2 separate regions of the Mus musculus genome follow, and region 2 is linked to region 1. A link is a contact called in public HiCAR-type data. All regions are on one chromosome and are shown on one strand. The core of a region is the stretch at or near the end of the contact, and the rest is flanking DNA. Distances in the headings are between cores, read along the strand shown.

The links. HiCAR-type assays count read pairs that join an accessible place to other places.
Region 2: a HiCAR-type map of fibro-adipogenic progenitors shows a contact between it and region 1, with 14 times the contacts expected there. The contact joins two enhancer-like sites. A contact is called at or near these places in 3 of 15 datasets of contacts at CTCF or cohesin (large pre-B cells, pro-B cells and stem cell-derived epiblast-like cells), 8 of 484 Hi-C or Micro-C datasets (cerebellar granule neurons, cochlea, cortical neurons and 5 more), 4 of 115 datasets of contacts at active chromatin or transcription factors (astrocytes, embryonic stem cells, fibro-adipogenic progenitors and 1 more) and 1 of 9 other capture datasets (embryonic stem cells).

What each region holds. Positions count from the first base shown.
Region 1 is chr10:37,023,581-37,030,191 of GRCm38.p6, reverse strand. No RefSeq gene overlaps it. Among named protein-coding and RNA genes, the nearest start is that of Hdac2, 52 kb to the right of the region's middle. Within about 2 kb of position 3,006, at least 8 of the 459 cell types and tissues checked have an H3K27ac peak or open chromatin away from gene starts, as enhancers often do. A contact at or near this core is called in fibro-adipogenic progenitors, where this site is marked.
Region 2 is chr10:38,875,806-38,882,796 of GRCm38.p6, reverse strand. No RefSeq gene overlaps it. Among named protein-coding and RNA genes, the nearest start is that of Rfpl4b, 58 kb to the right of the region's middle. Within about 2 kb of position 3,321, at least 24 of the 459 cell types and tissues checked have an H3K27ac peak or open chromatin away from gene starts, as enhancers often do. A contact at or near this core is called in fibro-adipogenic progenitors, where this site is marked.

The DNA of each region.
Region 1 (6,611 bases), core at 1,757-4,256:
AAGCTATACCCTTTACAGTTTAGCAGTAGAAGGCAAATAACACCTTCTCACAAGGCTGCATTTGCCACTTCATAAGTAGGATCAAACCTTGTTTTTCCGAGAGCTGCTAGTTCTTTTTCTGAGAAAGGCAGCCTCACAGACTGCTTTTCCTTGCTGACAGGCTTCACAATGAAGCCCAATAAACTCATAAAACAGGGTTCCATGTGAAAAGCAAAGTCAAGCTCTGCTGCTATTACTATTTTTACTACTGCTTTGTTTAAGAGAACTTGCTTTTCAATGACTTCTCTCAGTAATCAGCCACCTATGTCTCATGGTAAATGATTGGATAGTTTACTCAAGTTGTGAGGGTGTAAGAATGTGATTTAAGGTATGTAAAACCTGAGAAACATTTCAGATTTCTTTCCCTACTGCTATGCTATTAATATGTTAAGACTTCAAAAGTTCATACTTTTAACACACTAACCAATGCCATTCTGATAATCTGTTAATCTAGCCTTAGCATAGTCACAGGCTCAGAATTTTTAATTGATTTTCTTTGATTATAGAAAGATAAACATGGATCAGACATATAGACACACAGATAGATATATCTGGACTCTGGAGAGAGGAAACTGTTCATGCTTTAACACAGAAGGATCCTTTTGGGTCCCTACACTTTTGTTGTGGCTTAAGGTGTGGGTTTACTCCAGCTGTTTACAAATACTTGTTAACTGCTTCTACTACAATGTGAATTTCAGTGCAGACGGCAGATAGTGGTCATGCTAACATATCTAAACGTTTTATGTCTTCTCAACTTTAAGGTGTTCATAAACTTCGTGCAACCTTCAGGGAGTTGTGACCTGTCACGGGCCAAATAGCCTCCAGACAAGTCCTCCTGTCATTCCCCAGCTTAAGCTTTCTGTGTCTCCTGCCTGTCCCAGCTACCAGGCTTGGAAGTTTCAAGTGGACACCCAAGATAAAGACTTTTTCCTAAGCTCCTTTACTTTGCCTTCTGTCCCCAGTCTCTACCTGTCTCAGCAGATTTTGAGTCAGTTGATATTCACTATCCAGGAATCAACTGTGACGTGACAACTGAACCAAAACATCATGTCAAGCCCAGGTTGTCTTGTGGAACCAGAGAGCCCTTGACTTGATAAAAGCTGATGTAAACCAGTCAGGCCAATGTGATTGCTCTCTGTCTCTTTAGGTTTGGTCAGAAAACCAGCTGTTCCCTAACATTACCTAGATCCTCTCCCCCTCGCAGCCTTTGACCAGCATTTCAACCATCCTGGGCCCTGACAATGATGCTCTTATTTCAGCTGAGGAGCAGTTACAGAAGGGATTACATCACCCTCATCATCAACAAAAGGCTGGAATGTCAAGTCCAAAGGAAACTATTTCTCCAAATTCCCAAAGGCTGAAGGGACAAGTGGGTATCTGTGTTGCCTATTAACATACCAATACGTTCTGTCCTCCAGTCTCCTTCAGTATCACAAGTACCTGTTACTCATTTCATACTCCATCCTTGCATCCTGGCTCTTCTCACTTCCTCCCCTACCCTAAACTCCCTCCAGCTCACAGACACCCCCCCCCCCGCCCCAGCTACTCATTCTTCTTATAACTCTGCTCTCTCTCTCTCTCTCTCTCTCTCTCTCTCTCTCTCTCTCCCCTTGCTTCTTTCATAGCCAGGTCCAGTCTGCTGACTATATTCAATCTACTACTTTCTCTTTCTCGTCCAGAATCTTTCAGATGCCTCTGGCTGTTCTTTCTCTCCTATCTACAAGAAAATCCATCCTCTTAACCATACCATGGAGTGGTCATGTCATCAGTTTATAAATCTCAATGGAGTTTCTTCTGGACCTGAAATATATCAATATATGTTACATTATGTACTTGTTATATAACCTACTTTACCATTATATATATATATGTATATATAAAATCTGTGTCAAGAATACCAGACCTACATCATAATTATGGAAGAGTTAGTATTTTGCTGAATTAATAAAGTATAATTTCTTTAATTTTTATTGAGAGTGTATGTTTAGATTGTTATTTAAGGACTAAAGTGGGCATCTTAAAACTTATAGTATGTAGATGACAATATTTAAAAATCATGCCTTAAAAGATTTATAAAATTGCCAATTCCATGCATCTATTTGCCCCTTTCTTTCCTTTCAAAGGGCGCATAGCAATGGGAATCATTGACCAGCTTCACACTTGTGACTGAAGAGAGGAACGAGAAGGGCATGTCCTTAGTTGTGTGTTTTCTAGATGCGTCTTTAGCATTTAGGGGAACCATATACACGAGTAGACTGTCACCATCACAATCTTGATCTTTAAAGTGGTTCAAATTCTTATCTACCAATGCTTTTCCTGCCAGAAAAAAAAAAATCTACTTGGGCCTTTTGAAGCCACAAGTATTTGGAGACAAAGTTGCTTTGACTACATTGAATCTTTACATTGGTTTAAGATTCAAAACCTAGACTAAACTAAAAATCATTAATTAACACCAAACATCAGACTTTGCTCTGACTAACTTGTCAACTGCAAATTTTCAATATTGTACTCAACAAACAGGAATGGAAGTTCTCCTAAGTTATAGCTGGCTCTGGGTCAAGGAAAGAAAAAAATTCATTCTCTTGGGATATACACTGTAAGAAAGTGCTTGAAGCATGGTCAGTTATAAAAAAACGCATACAGAAATCAATGAAGCTCTTATTGACCAAGTGTGGTATAGTTTAAACGTTAGAATAATGACAGTAGTAGATAAAATGGAAACTTATGAGTCTATGCTAATACAGAGTACAAAGCTCGATGAGGAACTGGGTATCTAGGAATAGGATGCATATTCGTCATAAGACACATAAAGAAGAATAGCTTCACAGCAAAGAAGCCTGCTCCCACCACCACTAACAAGCTATCTAATAGAACACATCCAGACTGAGACAAATAAGACCATCTACGAGCTGGTGTCCTGGAAACCGGTACAACTCCTTGGAATACTCCTGTGAAAGACACAGCTGACTATGTCTTGAACTATGAAGAGACATCAGATGAGCTCACATTGAATGATGCTCTATGAGAGCAGAGTATCAGATGACTTCTGCTTTAGTCACAGAAGTAAGACAGAATTATTATTCAGATTTGCACATCTGGCTTGTTGTGTTCCACAGATAGTAACTGAGGCCATGTGTTCTTAGCTCTGGTCTAGATTCCGGAGATTCATCTTCAGCAGAGAGGGGAACAAAGCTTTGTCCTTATGGAACGAATTCCAGGGTAGGTAATCTGATATTCCACTAGTAGAAAAAGGAGGTGATGTTTAAAACTGAGCAATGTCATGAAGAAAATAAAACCAGCACAAGTGAAGACTTAGAAATCTGTTTTCACAGTATCCACACTCTACAGTGTTTTTCCAATATAGGCTCAGAATTCTGCCACTCATTAAAATAAGAAATTGGAATCTGCATATCCACCCTTAAATTCTGTCAGACTTTTGTGACTCATTTCTTCTGTCAGCACACAGGGGAGTAAAAGTTGTAAGGCTTAAGATGTATTGGCAAAGACTACAGGTTCCTCCTAGGTCTCTCTGCTAGGATGAGCCAAGGTATGATGAAGTCAGACAATAGAGAGAGGTCATACACAGATGTACTAGCCAGTAGCCCAATGCTGACTGGAGACCAGTACTGATGCCCTGGGGAAGTTTCCAATAGAACTCCAAATTCTGGCTGTTTAAGGCTGCAAATACTTAGGGAACCCAGAATCAGACCCAGTCAACATCCAGAGCTATGAGAGATAATGATAAATCGAGTGTTGTCTTTTAAAGCCACAAAGTTTTGGTATGTACAAGATAACACCATCATCTTCATCAATAGAATGAATTAAGAATGTAGATCATTCTTAAGAATGTAGATCACTGAAAAATGAGTGGAATAGAAAGAGAAATACATGAGATGATGGGGAGCAAGGCCTACTGACCAGCCTTAGTCCAGAACCCATCCCGCCTTTCAGGAGAGGGCTTTCAACAGGCGACTGAGAAATGAATATGTAGTACATATCCAAAAAGGAATATGATTCTGCTATGAAGAAAAAGTACAGAAAATGGATGCACTTGGAAAGGAAATATTAAGCAAGGAGATCTGAAATCAGAATAAACAAAACCCACACATTTTCCCTCATGTGCAGAATCTAGCCAGCAATGCACACATGGATCCATGCAAACAGGTGTAAAGATGGGCATTCTGTTGTAGTGTTTAGAAAGGAGACCAGAAAAGAACAATGCAGGGTGATGAGCAGAAGCGACATTCAGTCAAGAGACAATCGGAGAGAATGCGAAACTACTGTCACTGAGGTTTCAGCTCTGTCCAATTTTTTCTTCATGTGTATGGTGGGCACGTTCATTGAAATGTTGTAGATGATGAAAGTCCAGAATCCCAAGTGAAGCTCCTGGCTTCAGAATAGCCAACCCAATTGTGTAGATGCCTGAGTTTGTGACTGGGCAAGGGTTTTTGATTTTGTTTTTGAGTGGCTATTTTAATCTAGCTGTGTGATTTTTTAAATTCATTAGTTCATTAAAGTAAAGTGATTTTATTTAATTAATATTTTTTTAAGCAGGGGACTGGAGCATCTGTTGTTCTTACAGAGAATCCAATTTGATTCCCAGCACTTACTCATAATTACTTACATCTGTTTGGACTCCAGTTTCAGGGGACCTGATGCCCACACCTCCATGGGCACCAAACACACATGTGGTGAACATATATACAGGTAGGCAAAACACTCAGACACAAAGTACTAACATGAATAATCTAAAGAAAATCTTGCTACATCATTCTGGCTGTTTATACATTTTAGATTATAGATTATGTAATTTATAATCTCATCAGCCTCACCTTCCAAGTGCTAACACTATAGGTTACCATGCCTGTGTCCTGAAAAGCAGACACTATAAGCTTATTAATGAGCACAGGATGTAGAAAACCTATTTCTCAGTGCTTTTCTGCTCAACTAAAAAAAAAAAAAAAAAAAAAAAAACCCTCAGCTTCTGACGTTCTCTCTGGCTCTCTCTGTCTCCTCTCTCCTCTGTCTCCTCTGTCTGTCTGTCTGTCTGTCTGTCTCTCTCTCTCTCTCTCATATACAAGCACACACACACATACACACACACTCTCATTTTCCTTTCTTAGGAAAAAAGAATGTATATATTCCAAAAATCTTAGATGGTATAAAAACACGGCAACTGCCAGGCATAAATCTGTATTGAACACTCTATAAACCGATTTGTTGCGTCTAAATAGATTTTATTTCTTAAAGCTGAGCTAAATTGCTTTTAAGGTCATTTTCTTTGTTAGCATTATACGTGCTATTAAACCATGTTCAGTTTTTTTTTTTAACTGAATGTTGCATTAAAATAAAATCAAAGTCAAATGAGGAAAAAAGAGATGACTTCCTCTGCATCCTAGACATTCTGTCTCAGGACTAATAAACAGAAAGGGTTGTTTGTATCTTTTCACCAGCATCCTCTCAGCAGGAACTTGCAAAACAAATGTCAGGGAAAAAGAAGAGATTCGGTTTTTCTATATGTAGAATGTGTGTTCATTATTGAAACTTAGAGCAATGTTTCCACCACATCAGGTTTGGTGCTTTTACCCAATAAACCATCTTGCCAGTTCAAATAGGACATTTTAAAGAGTGGCTTTCAGGAATGTTAAATTCCTACTGTACAAACATTGGTTTGAGGCAGGCTACAAATGCCAGGAAATGATGGGGTCATGGGAAGTTAAGGGAGCCTCTCACCCATAGTCTGACTGAGCCTCCCACCAGCTGAGATGTAAGAATGCCCACACAGTTAACAAATATTTGTTGTGAAAGTTGCTACCATAAAATATTATCCACTTGGGCTGGAGAGATGGCTCAGAGGTTAAAAGTACTAGTTGTTCTACCAGGTTCAATTTTTAGCACCCACATGGCAGCTCACAACTGTCTATAGTTCCAGAGGATTCTCATACAAACATACATGCAGGCAAAACATGAATGAATATAAAAATGAGTAAATCTTAAAAATAAATTAAAAAAAGTCATTGTGTGAGAAAGCAACCAAGAAGGTGAAAAAGTTTTGTTGTTTTTTTTTTAAGATTTACTTATTTATTTTATATATATGAGCACACTGTAGCTGCCCACAGGCACACCAAAAGAGGACATCAAATCCCATTACAGATAGTTGTGAACTATCAGGTGGTTGCAGAGAATTGAACTCAGGACCTCTGGAAAAGAGTCAGTGCTCTTAACCACTGAGCCATCTCTCCAGCCCTGAAAAATATTGTTAATCATCAAAGCTGAATATGTGTAGACTTACCACTTTGTTATCCATATTAAAAGATATTATCCACTTATATTATCCATCTATATCTCTAGGTGGGAATGGTGGCACACACTTTTAATTCCAGCATTTGGGAGGCAGAAGCAGGCCCATCTCTGAGTTCCAGACCAGCTTGGGCTACATAGTGAAACACTGTCTCAAAGCCATAATTTTAAAAAACATTGGCAAAATCTAAAATATTTATAATCTCATCATTCACTTGAACAGTTAACTATGTCTTTTTCCACTCTGGCAGTATCTATATTGTGCATTGTTT
Region 2 (6,991 bases), core at 2,072-4,571, 1.9 Mb before region 1:
TAAAGTATGAAATTCCACTTAGGATGATGGACAACAGTGAGGTTCTATCAACTTAAACTAACACACAGTATTTATGCAAAAATATTTACTTTGGTGTGTATATTATATGTGTGTATATTCGTGCACAGGTATGCCTGTGGAGGTCAAAGGCATCTTTCTTGATCACTCTGCACCTTGATTTTGAACTTTGAGCTTATGAATTCAGTCTGGCTGGTTGGCTGCTGAGCTCCTCCTGAAATCTTCCAGTTTCTCCTCCCTAGTCTGGGGTTGCAACAGGGACTAGCTTTTACACGCGGATGCTGGGGATCAGGACTCAAGTTCTCGTGCTGACAGGCACCTTAACCACCAAGCCAACTCTCCAGCCCTGTAAGTCAAAATATTTTAAAGTAAAACATGAACATCATAACAAGCCCCATTTGTTGGATTATGTTCAGCTAGATTTTCTACTAAACACCAGTTGTCCTGGAGCAGGCAAGCACAGACTGGAAAACAAAACACCCGATTAATCTTTCCCAGTGGAGCTGGCTTTGGCTGTGCACCGAGGAGAAGTATAAATCTTGCCATTGCACTTCATTCCTATTCCATTTCTGAAACAAACTTGGCAAAAGACTATGAGCTCTTGGTCATCACTACGCTGCCCCAAGTCATCAATGTCCTTCATCCTTTCTCAGTGGCATTAGCAGAAAATTGATGTCTCCTCTATAGCACTGGCTTGTGCATGATGCCATCTTTCTAGTAGAGTGAGTATAGTTCCTAGTTAGCTATGAAGTAAGGGCTGGGTATCTCTGTCTCTCTTTCTCTTCTTCCCTCTCCTCTCTCCTTTCCCCTTCCCCCTCCTTTGTTCCTTTTTCTCTTCCTCTTGCCTTCCATCCTGTTCTAGTTCTTCACTGTTGTCGTCTTTCTCACTTTCTTTCTCTCTCTCCCTTCTTTCCTTCCTTCCTTGCTTCCTTCCCTTCCTCCCTCCCTTCATTTCCTCCTCCTCCTCATCCTCCTTTTCTTCTTCATATTTCGAATGTAAGGGAATCTACTATCTACTGCTTGGTTCTTTGTAAAAAATGCCCCTAACTTCTCTGCTATAGAAGCTGCTGGTTACATTTCTGTTCACCAATATTATAGCAAAAGATGCTTCACGTGTAGCACCTTCTGCTATTTCTCCTGCATGTTTTAAAGGTTCCAGATCTCCAGAATTCTTTTTGGGCATATGTATCAGTTAGGGTTTTATTGCTGTGAAGAGACTCCATGACCAAGGCAACTCTTATAAAGAGCAGCATTTAATTGGAGCTGTCTTACAGTTTCGGAGGTTTAGTCCATTATTATCATGGAGGGAAGCATGGCAGAATCCAGGCAGACATGATACTGGGGAAGGAGCTGAGGGTTCTACATCTTGATTCAAGGGCAGCCAGGAAGAGAGGCTATCATGTCTCACACCAGGCAGAGCTCAAAGCTCTGCCTCTACTGTGACACACTTCCATAAAGGAGGCTACACTCCCAAGAGTGCCATTCCCTGGACCAAGCATATCGAAGCACCACAGTTTAGCTTTGTTTTTAGCTAGCTTCCTCCTTGAACTGTATGAGGCCTTTTCTCCTAGCCTTTCTCTCCTTTTACTCGCATTGTGGTGCATTAGTTTCCACGGGCAGGAGCTAAGACACCCGAGTTGCTTTCTGTTATTTATTTACCCTTTCATTTAGTTCTTTAAATATTTACCGATAATGTCTTCTCTGTTAAGAGGTAGTTTCCTGAGTTCAGCCACCTCAGGGGTGAGTTCCACCTCCATAGCAGGGTCAACCCAATGCCTATCCTGCATCTTCAGGTGTTTCCTGTTTGTAACCAGTACAGGATGTAAAAAGGGAAGATGCTGTTATCCTGTTATCTGAGCTAAGACACACAACTCACGAATGTGCTGCGTCTCTTGACTTAATGGACTACATGCAGCTGGCTCATTCCTGTTTTCCTAATCATTTTAAAATTCCAGGCCAGAGTCCAGGAAAGGACCTGTCTGCAAAAGCTGACTCAAAGACCCTGAAACCAGGTGTTCTAGATAAGGCCCAGTCACCAATGTTAACTTCCTTGTTTAACCCCTCGTGTCAAAATATGATTGGTCAATGCAGCATCTCACCCCATCCCGCTTGCTTTGTGTTCCCATCCTATAAAAATGTTGTACAGTCTCCTTTTGGGGAGGTGGTTCAGATCCTGAACTGGCTGCCTTCCTGTGTGCTCAGAAAATAACACTTCTATTTTTAAGCTTCCGAGTGAGTAAGTTTCCTCGACTTCTACCCTGAACTCAACATTGTCAAGAGGAAGAGTGTAGACATAAAAAATGAGGAAATGCACCACGGAGCCACAGCAATATACTCAGTAATGGCTTTCTACCAGTGATGATGGGAAATTTCTCTGGGGTACTTTCTACAATTTTTACATATGGGGAATGGCATGTTAATTGCACATCAAGAAGTCAGAGGTTAAGAATACATGTCCAGGGGCTAAAGTTAACTCCATCATTTTCTTTTCCCCACCTTTCCTCCTCTTCCTCCTCCTCCTCTTCCTCCTCCTCTTCCTCTTCCTCCTCCTCTTCCTCCTTCTCCCCCTCCTCTTCCTCCTCCTTCTCCTTCCCCACTTCCTCCTTCTTTTTTTAATATCTGGATTTGAAACTGGATTGATAACTCAGCTGAAGCAAGCCAGCATCCATTCAAAATGAATAGATCAAGAAAGGAAATCAGACCTCTCATCTGGAAAGTAATGGAGACCTTGCACCGAGGCAACATAGCTCATTGTAAAAACAGGGAGGGGTAAGATGGTAACATTTGGCTGTGTTACCACATCTCTCTCTTTTCCCTTTAGACAAAATGGACAGGACTTGGCTCTGGCTCACTTATCAGGTAGGGAAGTTCAACCTCTCAGCAGCACTGAGCAGGTGTTCAGTAAACATCGGCTTGTTTGAATTAGGGATGTTTGAATTTCCTCTAGAGCATCTTTGACCACATAGAGTTTAAAGACCTCATGATCTCAGCCCTCTACCAGCTCTTTTTTTAATTTATTTATTAATATATCTAAGTACACTGTAGTTGTCTTCAGATGCACCAGAAGAGGGCATCAGATCTCATTAAAGATGACTGTGAGCCACCATGTGGTTGCTGGGATTTGAACTCAGGACCTTCGGAAGAGCAGTCAGTACTCTTAACCGCTGAGCCATCTCTCCAGCCCCTCTACCAGCGCTTTGAGAAAAGTCAAAGGCAAAACTTCTCATGCTCAGTAAAACACAGGGTGGCATGAACATGCAGTACTTAGGGATTTAAGTAAGTACTCGGCATCCTGCCTTTGACACGGATCTGCAGATGACCTCACTCAGTTCCATGGATATGACCCAAATACCTCAGTTAATTATGGAATGTTCTTTTTCCCTTAGCTTTTATAGACCCGCCCTAACTTAGAAATAAATGCTTAGTTAAGACAATCTCCAGCTTGGCCCTTCTGAAGGCACAGAAAACTGACTTAAATGTAGGCGCCCAGGGGGTTCCTGATGAAGCCATGTCTCTAAAGTGAAATCCTGCTTTCATATACATGAGGTTGGACTGCAGGGTCACATGAGTTCTGATGTGGACTTTCCCATGGATGGCATCATTTCCGTACCCAGAAAGTTCCAGATTCTGAAGAATTTCAGGTTTCGATGCGGAGATTAGGGCAGCTCAGCTTATATTTGGTATTCCACTCAACATGTTAACTTTATAAACCTTTTGATTTGTGTCAAATCGTATCTCCTTCCAGAAATCTTTGACAAGGACAGGGTTGCGTCCCACTTTTCTGTTCCACGTGTTGGCATTTATTGGTCTCCATGTTGCTTCTCACTCTGAATAGTCACATCCTAGTTTCTGCACCCCATCTGATCTCAACTTCTCACTCTTACCAGACAATGTCCAAGGACAACTGGGTGAGGCCCTGCTGTCTGAAGCAGGCCACAGGCTCTGCAGCAGGCCATCATCAGGTGTGTGTGTGTGTGTATGCACGTGTATGTATGTATGTATGTGTATATATGTGCATGTATGTGTGTAAGCTTTACAAGAGCTCTTTTAATTCACTAGCTATGCACCTCTAGGATCATGACTATCAGAGGGAGGCATGAAGGTGACTTTATTTGTCTTAATCACCTCCAATCCTGCCACAGCCTCATCTGGTTTCATAGTAGATAGATGGATTTAAAAACTGTAAGCAAACCAGTTTGTGCATAAAAGCCAGCCTTAAAGAAGAGACAGCCCCGTGTCTAGTGAATTTCAACGCTTCCAGTGCTCTGCTTAAAATGTAATGCATGTATGTGTATACACCATCTTGGGAAGCCAGTAAGATGTAGATGCTGGTTCTAAGGCCCAGAAGGGCCTTGAGATTCTAAATACCTAACAAGGGCCCAGGTGGTGTCAATCTAAGCAAGTAGTAAGAAAAGCTCATGTGATCTTTAAAATTTCTAAGAGCTAAACATTTAAAAGCAGGCTTATTATTGAAGGCATAGATGAGCACATTGACTCAGGAATTTGTTCCAGGCCGCACCTCTCATTAAAACCTGCTAGGCTTAAGACCGCTTTTCAATCACTATGCTGTTGGAGAGGAGAAAACAGACAAGAAGGAGATTTCATTCAGAAAGTAAAAGGGGCCAGCTCTGTGATGGGCTGGCTTGAAACTAGCTGTTAGGATGGTCCTGGAGTGGCTGGACTGAAGAACTTGGCAGGAGTTTGGAGAGTTTGGGGTTGTGGGGCTGTGGAGATGTTCATTCCAGGAGCTGGCCTGAAGCAAATGTGAGATTCAGAGGTGACCCAAACCCCAAAATCTCATCCTAGGATTGGTAGGATTTGGGAGAGCTCTCTCCCTGCTCTTAGCCTGTGTGCTCGCTCCAGCACACGACCTCGACCTCTACTTCTACCTCTACCATCTTCACCTCTGAAGTAGTCAGTGGCCAGATTACAAATTCAACTTCCTCTCTCCCTTCAACTTCCTCTCTTCGGATAAGAACCTGCCCTCCAGGTTCTTGGAATTCTTCTTTATGTAGATGAAGCATTCCTAGGCCTCCACCCTAGTCAATAATGTATATCCACCTTGGGATTCCCTACCCACTCCCCAAATCTATAACCACCCTTCATCACCCTGAATAAAATTGAGTTGCCTCACTGAAGCAGACCTTAGAAGTCAGTCAACACTTCCGTATTCCCAGCTGTCCTGAACCGGTCCCTTGCCTCTGCCCACTTTGTCCTCAATAACCGGAGGCCACCAGCCCATGGGGCTGGTGGGAAGGATCACTTGGGTCTCTTAAAGGAGCAAAAATGAGCCCCCTGAGCTGGGGGCAGGGGTTGCATTTGCCAAAGCACTAACTAAAGAGCTCTGCAAACCGCATACTCGAATCACCTGGGGATCTTCAAGAATATTGAGGTTCTGGTTAGACCACAGGCCAGAGAAGTTGAACTCTGAGTCTAGGATGCAAACAGCAGTTTTCTTGTTGCTACTCAGGCAATTCCAAACACTGATTACCTGGAGAAACTAGGTCTGCAAGTTCTTTGCTTCCAGTGCTTCCAGGGCAACATGGTTTATTATTAAGAAGAACACAAGGAGCGTTAAGGAGGACATAGTTCAGAATTTGGCAAGCTTTTCCCATACAGAACTAGAGAGTAAATATAGTGTTTTAGGTTTCATAAGACTTGAAGCAAAATTGAGCTTACCAGGTAAATGCTTGTATAGCAGAAAGCAAACAAATTCCACAACTTTTGATGAAAGATCAAACAGTGGTCAGTGAGCAGTTTCATATATAACTTTCATGTCATGAAAACTACATCTATTTTGACTTTTAAAGACCATTTTAAAATATACAGCCTATTCTTACCTTGTAGTTCATACAAAATTAGGCAGTAGGCTAGATTTGGGCTTTGTGGGCTAAAGCTTTTTGGCGTTTGATATAGATAACCATATTACCTCCAATCCAAAGACAAGGCAAGAAATGGACATCTAAGTAAAAAAGTCAACTACCTTACCTAACTTTGAAAAATCACAGTTTTCTCCAAGGACAGTCCGCAGATGTAAATACATGTCAAGACAAGTCTTGTTGGCACCTATATTTTTCACAATTATTTAAAAGTAGCTGACTGAGAATGTCACGCGAAATAGAGACATTCTGACTTAAAATGATGCAAGATGATCTACGGATGTCTTTTAAAAATGCAAAGGAGATTTTGATCAGACATTCAAACATGGTGTTTAACAGATGTGCATTTCCTGAGGCCTTGGGTTGTTAAAGATTCCTTGCTACAGAGTCACCCTTCCTGTGTTTGTAAATTGCACATTTCCACCTAGGGATTATGCGGCAAAAAAACCAAACCAACCCCGCCAAAAGCCAGTTTTATAGAGTGGCTGTTTGTGTTATCAGCAAGATAGTCTGAAGTACTGTAGAGAGGCTGTGAAAGTCACTCTTCCACCCTCAGGTATTCTATGTCTACATTATCCCGAAATATGACATTGAGACTGTCATATAAAATTTCTCATTAAGCAGAAAGCATGGTGAGAAAAACTTTAAAGAAAGCCTTAAGACCTGAAAGTCTAAATATTGCTTTTGTAACTCAGTTATAAAAAAGAAAGGTCAATTGTGCTATTTCTGGGCATGAACATTTTCGATTGGAATCAGAAGTTTCCAGGCAATCAAAGTCTTTTCCCTTTGGAGTTTGTCTGCCTTGAGAATTTGCCAGGCGTTGAAGTGGGCCCTCTGCTGGCAGTTCTATTCATTGCACCTAGATTTGATTTATATTGTTTTCTGACACGTTCTTTGAACCTGCCCATATTTTTAATGTTTTCTGTTATGACTGTACATTTCACATAACAAAGAAAACATAAATTCTACGTTGCCAGCTGTAATGGTTAATAATCCTCCACTCCTGCCCTTTTGAATTGTACTAGAGTGTTGGAACATCTGGCAGTTTCCAATTTCTATGTCAGAGTGGGGTTTTGACCTCTATTTCACTTTCA